Regions from separate parts of the Mus musculus genome. Here region 1 is linked to region 2. A link is a contact called in public HiChIP or PLAC-seq data. All regions are on one chromosome and are shown on one strand. Each heading gives the region's core, a stretch centred on a gene start, on an enhancer-like site or on the middle of the called end of the contact. The rest is flanking DNA. Distances are from core to core; before and after follow the strand shown. Region 1 has its middle 18 kb from the start of Gm40446. Region 2 has its middle 50 kb from the start of Gm35189.

Region 1 (4,696 bases), core at 1,483-3,982, 100 kb before region 2:
ATTTTATTTAACCACGTTAAAAGAATAGCATTAAGAAGAATAAGACTGCCATCAATTATTATCATTTTATAGGCATTGACTTTTTGACTTTGACTTTGGCAGACTCAAATTATAAAACTTGAATATATTCCCTTGAAGGAAAGCATGTTATTTTTCTTATTCTGCTCCTGCGCCAACTTACAAAAGCTTCATAAACTCAGTGTTATCCTCACATTTGAGATCTTGCCTGCCCTTCTCTCCTGTCCATCAGCCTACCCCATAAGCCTTCACTGTTTGATACAGAAGCTGCTAGCCATAGGCGACTAGTCGGCACTTGAAATGTGGTTAGTTTTATGTGTATAATGTATGTTGCATGTCAAAGATGCATAACCTGTATAAACTGATAGCGTGACTGCTCCATGGTATGGTTAAGGGGAAAGATTTTATTGTAAATATGAGACAGAGAACAGCCAGAGGCATCTGGAAGAGTCCAGAGCAGAGGGAGACAGTAGTAGATTGAATGTGGTCAGCAGACTGGACCGAGGCCATGAGAGAAGCAAGAGCAGGGCAGGGAGGGCGAGGAGGAGGAGAGGGCGAGGGGACATACATAGAGGGAGGAAGAGCACAGAGAAGGGGTGAAGGAGGGAGATGGAGGAGAGAGTGAGGGGAGACAGAGGGAGCAGAACTGAGGGAGCGGGGTGAGGAGGAGAATGAGTAGCTGTGGAGAGGTAAACCCAAGAGCTGGGGAAGCTGAGGGTGGAGGAGGCAGAGAGAAGAGCTAGGATGCTAGTGTGGACTCCTCGGAAACATGTAACAGGTCCTTGTGATGGTGAGGGAGCCTGGAGGCCAGACGTGCTGGGGTAGGCTAATAGGCACCACAGAGAGCCATTTGTTCCTTCTGCCTTGCAGAATTCGGGGAAATAGAGTTTCCTTAGGACCTGATGTAAACGACATAAAATATCTCAACCTTTATAATGAGTACATGTGGGTGAACTAACAGAAAAAAAAAAAATTCTGATGTCAACAACAGCAAAAAAAAAAAAAAAGCCTTTCAAGCCAGGCATGGTGGTGGTGCACATCTGCAATCCCAACACTCTGGAGACTGAGTTAGGAGGATCTCAAGTTTGAGGTCATGGGCAATAGAAATGACTCCACAGGTAAAGGTGCCTGCTACCAAGCCTGAAGGTCTAACTTCAATCTATAGGACCCACATGGTGGTAAGAGAGAACTGACTCTTACGTATCTCCTGACCTCCTCACGTGTGTGTGTGTGTGTGTGTGTGTGTGTGTGTGTGTGTGTGTGTGTGTGTGTGTGTGTATTCTCTCTCAATAAATAAATAAGCAAACAAATATTAAAAATCAAAACAAAGCTAAAGCTTGAACCCTATCCTGGTTAGTTGTTTTTGTTGTTGTTGTTTTTTGTTTGTTTGTTTGTTTGTTTTTGTCTTGATACAAGTCAGAATTATCTACCAAATAGGAACTGTATTTGAGAAAATGCCTTTATCAGATTACCTGTCGGTAACTCTGGACCTGATTGATGTAGGGAGACCCAGTTCACATGGGGACAGCGGCACCCCTAGGCAGGTAGTCTGAACTATATAAGAAAGCAGGCTGAGCAGGGGACCAAGCCAGTAAGCAGCGTTTCTCCAGGGTCTCTGTCCTACTTCCTGACTCCATGTTCCTGCTTGAGTTCTTGCCCCAGTTTCAGTCAGTGAAGGACTCTGGGCAATAGTTCAGGCTAGCCGTGAAGTCTCAGCAATCCTTCTGCCTCAGCCTTCCAAAGTGCTGGGAGTACAGGTTCATACCACAGGGCCAACTTCCCAACTCTATAATCAAAGCTTGCAAACTGATTTGGAGAAGAAATTATCCTTAGAAGAAATATTCTGTGAGTTGTATGTGTGGGTTTAAATAGTTTTGTAACCCATATTAAAAAAACATAAAAGGCGATTCATTTCAGTAATGTACTAGGCCGGATAGGCTTCAACACTGCTATTTTAACTGTTATTGATCAATCCAAACCACAGTCATAATAGCAAAAATACTCTATTTGAAGTCCTGGGGTCTGCAGTTCAGATATCTCTGGATCAGTGTTCCAAGGAAGGCAAGAAACGTAAGGAGTTGTTACCAGACAGAAAAATCCCACCTTTGTGGGAAAACATCTGTTGTGAAGAACAAGTACTGTGTGTAACAGAAACTATCTGACCAATAGGAAGTAAAGAAAGTGTGTGTGTGCATGGGTGTATGCATGTGTGTGTGCATGTGTATGTGTGCATGCATGTGTGTGTATATATATATGCATATATATATATACACACACACACTTGGTAAAGACATCCACAAAATAAAGTAGATAAATAAATAAATATAAGGTCACTAGGCATAGACTTATTACTTGTTCTAAATGCCCACAGTCAGATAGCAAGCAAAGGTCACACGTGTTGATAACTTCTAGAGTAATCCTGCTTCCTCGTCCCAACTTCTGCACCCAACTTTTCCTCTTCTCTTCTTTTCTGGCAGGTAATTTCTTCATAGCCTTGCCCTAGTTTGCTTTCTACTGCTATGATAAACAGCATGGCCAAGAGCAACTTGGGAAGGAGAAGGTTTAGCTCACCACTCTCAGAATATTTTCACCAAACAACACTGTTCTCTGGATAAAGTACAGAACCCAGAAGCACCTGCCCAGCAGCAGCACTGCCCACAGTGGGCTGGGCCCTCCCACATCGATTTTAAACAAGGAATTGCCTCCATACACATGGCCACAGGTCAATCTGATAGAGAAAATTTCTCAATTGAGGTTCCCTCTTCCTGGGTGACTCAAGTTTATATCAAACTGTTGAAAACGAACCAGTGATAAAGGTAACACAGCAAGAGACTCCTCTTACTGGGGTCTTTCTGCTCAGGGTGCTCCTTCTGAAGGCTGAAGTCGCATGTGCTTAATGAGATGCCTCTTTCCTACCCTCGTATATGCCTTATGCAGGCCTTCCCTTTATCCCCTGAGTGCTCATTTTGATGGGCTTTTGTGGTGGGGACTTAGAATAACATCGTTATGATCCAAGAGCATGAGAAGGATTTTATTTTCTATTCTAATAGAAATTTTCTAGTAGGCATGCTTTTTTACAGAAAGCATCAGGAGGAAGCTTGTGGGACGACTTTGTCATGACTGGTTCCTTCAGTCTCAACTCAACTATCACTTCCATTATGGACTGCTATGAAAGAGTGCCGGCAGGCTTGTGGCTTGACTGCTTAGTTCCCAGCTAGAAGCACTAGATAGAGAAGTTAAAAAAACATTATGAGAGAGGGCCTACCTTGAAGATGGTCTTTGGGATGGGGAGAGGGGTTATCCTTGGCTGCTTCCTGTGGCTGGTTGATTCCAGGCCCACTACGATGTGAGCAAAGTTGTTTGTAGGCCTTACCCACAATGATAAACTGAACCTTCTGACAAGCTAGAATATAAATCTCTCCTCCCTTGTTCCTGTGGGCTAATTGGGTTACAGTGGTATGAAGTAACTTCCCTTCTGGACTCTCAGTCTATAGCAACAATACTTCTCTAGTCGCTATGTATAGCACTAAAGAACTTCATTTTCTTCTTGATATTTACAATAATCTTAAACTTTTTGTTCATTTATTAAGGACATGGACCTCATCAATTCTGTGCCACCTTTCCAGTACTTGGCATGTATCAAGTACTTAAAAACTATTTGCTGGGCTGGGCACATAGCTCTGTAGTACATAACTTGCCTAACACGAGGAAGGCCAGGGCCGAATTACTTTCTCTCTCTTTCTCTATGTGATCATTGTCTGTTGAGTGAATAAGTGAATGACTGAGAAAGAGAACAGAAAAAGGCCTTAGAAAGTAACCATGCCCTTCTTCCCTCTTTAGGAAAGACAGTGTGACAGTAAATATGCACTACACACTCTGAAGACAAAGCACAACATTTAAGACGGGCAAAAGCCTTACAGATAGGTCATCCAATATATCTAAGAGATAAAAGAAATTGTGGTATAGACCTTAGGTACAGCCACTGGGGCAGAGGGAAGAGAATTAAGTGTTTAATACCCTCCTTAAGCTACACAGTGAGTTTGAGGCCAGCCTAGCGCTCATACTAAAATTCTATCTCAAACATAAAGAAGAAACAAAGGAAGGGGGGAGGAGGAAGAAGAGGAGAGAGCAGCAGGGAAGTGTGAACGTGTACATGTAAGCATCCTATAACCTTAGAGCTCTGGGGGAGGCTAAGGAAGGAATATTATGAATATTATTACATAACCGTAATAGGTGGTGAAGAAATAGCTCAGAAGAAAGCATATTGCTCTTGCAGAGGACCAGGGTTTAGATTCTAGAACCCACTTGGGTAGCTCAGAGTCCTCCATAACTCCAGCTCCAGGGGATTCAATACCATCTTCTTGCACACGCATAATTAAAACATAAAACTAAATCTTAAAAACAAAGCAAACAAATGAACACACACATACACACACACACACACACACACAAAGACAAGGGCTGTGCGCTCTTAGCTGGAACTGGTTTTCCCATTATTCTTGTTTCAAGGTAAACGTGGACAGAAAGGGTAGAAATCTTTGGAATGGCTTCTAGCCAAAAGGATTAGAATAGAGGACAGGAGTAAAGATTAATATGAAGTTCGCTCTGAACTTCAAAGGGTACACATTGTAGCTAGGAACACTGCCATGACATGTGACTGGGCATGGATGTAAACTCT
Region 2 (4,578 bases), core at 302-2,801:
CTGCACGCCATGGAGAAAGACTCCATCGCTGACACCTAGGTTTTGGACTTCTGGCTTCAACAACTACACAGAGATAAATTTGTATTGTTCAAGCCATCTGGTCTGTGGTATTTTGTTACTATAGCTTTAAACAACTAATTTAAGGCTTATTATGAAATTTGTCATCATAGTGCTAGCACAAAAAAAGAATGTGTTGTGCAAGGCATTGCTGCAAGCACTAAGCACTGGATAATTGAGATTACATAATGCAGTAAAACTAACTGATAACAAAAGGAATCAAATTGTGTTAGAGGGAAGCAATTGGCAAGGACTTTCTCCCCAGGAAATCATGTGCACCTGGACAACTGGCACTGAATTCCTTAACTCTAAAAATGGTTGTTTTAAACGTCTATTCATTCCGTGGATGTTTGTCTCTCTATTTTGTTACCTCTCCCATGTATGGGATCCCCACTACACACACACTCCCCTATATACACCACCCCTGTATACACCACCCCAGTATACACCACCCCTGTACACATTCCCCACTGTTTACACACTCCCCTGTAAACACTAACCCTTATAAACAGTCCCTACCCCATATATACTCTCCCCTGTATATACTACCCATATATATATATATATATATATATATATATATATATACTCCCTTGTATATATGCCCCTTGTATATACTCATCCTGTATATATTTCCCCTTTATATACTTCTCCCTATGTATACTTCTATATATATGCCCCATATATACCTCCCTTGTATATACTCCTCCTTTTACACACTCTTCCTATATGCATACTCCCTGCATACATACACTCTCCTGTATACAATCATTGATATACACTCCCCCTGTAAATATCATATCATCCACACCTCTGCTTCCAAACCACATCCTATTTCCCTCTAGCCACATACCTGTTTCTGGCTCTGCTTAGTACAAAATAACATGGCCATTGTGTGTTTGTTTAATGGTGTTTGTTTTCCCAAGACTTTAAGCAGATTTCCTCAAGCAAAAATTGAGAACAGTTTTAAACCTGCTTGTAGAGGTCAGATTTTCAATTTGACTCTAGTCAGCCAGGGACCACGGGTCTGGAAAACCTGTAGTCTTTCTAAATTTCTGTTAATGGCAGAGAGCATTTACCAAACTTGCTGGGTAGTCTGCTTGTGTGCAGGACAAAGAGGCACCATGCCTGTGGTTTGGGCAAGCACCAAGACCTATGAGGAGCAGAAGTGTCCTGCAGCTTCTGCCAATTTCTGCAGGAAACTGTGCCCCACTGTGGAGACCATAGCCCTGGCTTTCCTAAGTCCAACAGTGAACTCTGCTCCCGCAGGCTCCGGGGAAGTCACCGTACTCTGGAACTGAACTGTGTAAAGTTTCTTTCCTGAACAGTAAAGTAAGATTAGATCAGATCAGTCACTTTCAATTTAACTACTAAAAGAACTTTACTCAAAAAGCTTACATGTAAGTTTGTATTTAAAACATTCAAGCCTAAGTGGGGCTGGCCTAGCTCAGGAACTGGGGCATTAGGTATGGTCCTGTCTGGTCTGGCTTGCCTTGCCCAGTAGCACTTTCTTTTCCTCCTCTGCCCACTTCTCTACCTCCTCCTCCTCCACTTCCTCCTTCTTCTTCTTCTCCTCCCCTTTCTCCTCTTCCCTTTCTCCTCTTCCTCTTCCTCCCCTTCCCTCTCCTCTTCTTCCTCCTTCTCTCCCACCCCCCTTCTCCTTTCCTCCCACATAGAATTCAAGGACTCTAGTGGAACCCCTATACTGAAACACATGGTCCCAGCTACCAGATATGATTCTAACTAAGGTCAGCTCAGCAATCTTCTGGAACCTGAGGATGGGCTTCAGGGGTGGGGCTGACTGTAGTGTTTGCTGAATGAGGGCACCTTGGCTAAATTCAAGCAAGGTTATGTCATTAAATGTTAACAAAAAAAAAAAAAAAAAGGAGCATGCACTAGCATGCCATGTAGAAAACTAACTTAGTGACCTTTTTTTTATCTTGCTTTTGAGGAGTGGGGTGGGACAGTGTTCCTCTCCATAAGGGCCAACCTGGAACTCACTATGTAGCCCAGGCTGATCCCAAACTCTTAGAAATCTTCCTGCTTCTGCAGGCTGCTGAGGCTGAGTAATGCATGAGACATTACACCTAGCTTACCGGCAAAATATATACACCCAGGCATGTTGGCGTGTGCCTTTCATCCCATCAGGTAGCAGTAGCAAGATTGGGGTGAATTCAAGGCCATCCTGGCCTGCATAGTAAGTTCTAAACCAGCCAGAGTTACATAGTGAGACCTGCCTCAAACAAACAAACAAATATAGTTTAACTATGTATTTATATAATTAAACTTTTGGATTATGGGGTTTTTAAATTATTTTATTTATCCACATCCCTAATGTTGCCCTCACTCCCAGCCCCTTTTCCAGAATTCTCTACCCCATCCTCCCTCCCCTTTGCTTCTGAGAGGGTGCCCACCCACCCCCCACTCCCACCCCCACCCCACCCCCTGGTATCCCCTTCTCTGGGGTATCAAGTCTCTACAAGATTAGACCCACCCTCTCCCACTGAGGCCACACAAGACAGTTCTGTGTTACATATGTGCCAGGGGCCTCGGACCAGACCCTGTATGCTCTTTGGTTGGTGGCTTAGTCTCTGGGAGCTCCCAGGGGTCCAGGTTAGTTAACACTTTTGGTCTTCCTGTGGGGTTGCCGTCCTCTTCAGCTCCTTTAATTCTTCCCCTAACTCTTCCATAGGGGTCCAGACCTCAGTCCAATGGTTGACTGCGTCTGCATACATCTCAGTCAGCTCCTGGCAGAGCCTGTCAGAGGACAACCATGCTAGGCTCCTGTCTGTAAGCACAACATAGCATCAGTAATAGAGTCAGGCCTTGGTGTCTCCCCATGAGATATATCCCCAGTTAGGCCAGCCACTGGTAGGCCATTCCTTCAGTCTCCACTCCATTTTTGTCTCTACATTTCTTTTAGACAGAAACAAATCTGAGTCAAAAGTTTTGAAGGTGGGTTGGTGTTGCCATACCTCCACTGGGGGCCCTGTCTGTCTACTGGAAGTAGGCTCCTCAGGTTCCATCTCCCCACTGTTGGACATTTCTGCTAAGGTCACCCACATTGAGCCTTAGGAGAATCTCACATCCCAGTTCTCTGCAACTTTCTATAAATTCCCCCCACTCACCCCCACCACCCTCAGCAGCTACATATCATATTCATTTTCTCCAGGGCTGAGCAGGATGGCGAGTGTCCATGGCCCAAAAGAAACACACCGAGCTGGGAGTCTTGTCAAAGCAGGGACTCAACTTTATGGCATCAGCCTCTCTCTTAGATAAGTTTGGAACATGGGGAAAGGTATTTCTGATGGGGTAAGATGATGTAGGAGTCAGGGAAGAGTGACAGAGGGTATGGAGTAACTGACAGGGCCAATGTCAAAGCTCTACATCAGCAACATCGGGGAAGAGGCAGAGCCAAACAGGTCTTGTTGAGTCACCCCGATACAGAAGTGACTGAGAAAGGTCACAAAACTTGATCCAGGCTTAGGCTCTCTCACAAGGTCACAGAAACTCGAGCCTCAAGGACCAAACCAGGGCCAGAATGGGGCCCAACAGTGTGTGGGTTTATTTCTGGGTCTTTGATTCTATTCCATTGAACAACCTGCCTGTCTCTGTACCAGCATCACATGTTTTTTATTACTATTGCTCTGTAGTACAGCTTGAGGTCAGGGAAGATGATTCCCCTCAGAAGTTCTTTATTTTTCAGAAATGTTTTCACTATCCTAGGTTTTTTGTTTTTCCATATGAAGTTAAGAACTGTTCTTTCCATTTCTGTGAAGAATTATGTTGGAATTTTGATGGGAATTGCATTGAACCTGTATATTGCTTTTGGTAAGATGGTCATTTTTACTATGTTAATCCTACCAATCTATGAGATGGAGATTTCCCCATCTTCTGAGGCCTTCTTTGATTTCTTTCTTCAAGGACTTGAAGTTCTTGTCATAAAGATCTTTTACTTGCTTGGTTAGAGTTACACCAAGATATTTTACATTATTTGTGGCTATTGTGAAGGGTGTTCTTTCCCTAATCTCTTTCTCAGTTTGTTTATCATTTATATAAAGGAAAGCTACTTATTTGTTTGAGTTAATTTTTATATCCAGCCACTTTGCTGAAGTTGTTTATTGGCTGTAGGAGTTCTCTAGTAGAAATTTTGGAGTCGCTTATATATACTATCATATTATCCACAAACAATGATACCTTGACTTCTTACTTTCCAGTTTATATCCTCTTGATCTCCTTTTGTTGTCTTATTGCTCTAGCTAGAACTTCAAGTATATATTGAATAGATAGGAAGAGAATGGACAACCTTGTCTTGTTCCTGATTTTAGTGGGACTGCTTCAAGTTTCTCTCCATTTAATTTGATGTTGGATGTTGGTTTGATGTGTATTGCTTTTATTATGTTTAGGTATGTGTCATGAATTCCTGATCTCTCCAAGACTTTTAACAGGATTATGGCTCTTGCTAACAATCAACTTAATTTACTAATTAGTTATTTCAAGTTGACACTCAGGATATTAGGA

What was found. HiChIP or PLAC-seq counts read pairs in DNA pulled down with a chosen protein or histone mark.
Region 1: a contact with region 2 is called in an H3K27ac HiChIP or PLAC-seq map of the HPC-7 cell line, with 5 times the contacts expected there. The contact joins two enhancer-like sites. A contact is called at or near these places in 8 of 39 promoter capture datasets (3T3-L1-derived adipocytes, the HPC-7 cell line, cranial neural crest and 3 more), 2 of 484 Hi-C or Micro-C datasets (CD4 T cells and nephron progenitors) and 5 of 115 datasets of contacts at active chromatin or transcription factors (CD8 T cells, the HPC-7 cell line, bone marrow-derived macrophages and 2 more).

The regions. Positions count from the first base shown.
Region 1 is chr12:77,207,002-77,211,697 of GRCm38.p6, reverse strand. No RefSeq gene overlaps it. Among named protein-coding and RNA genes, the nearest start is that of Gm40446, 18 kb to the right of the region's middle. Within about 2 kb of position 2,732, at least 25 of the 459 cell types and tissues checked have an H3K27ac peak or open chromatin away from gene starts, as enhancers often do. A contact at or near this core is called in the HPC-7 cell line, where this site is marked.
Region 2 is chr12:77,103,069-77,107,646 of GRCm38.p6, reverse strand. No RefSeq gene overlaps it. Among named protein-coding and RNA genes, the nearest start is that of Gm35189, 50 kb to the right of the region's middle. Within about 2 kb of position 1,551, at least 37 of the 459 cell types and tissues checked have an H3K27ac peak or open chromatin away from gene starts, as enhancers often do. A contact at or near this core is called in the HPC-7 cell line, where this site is marked.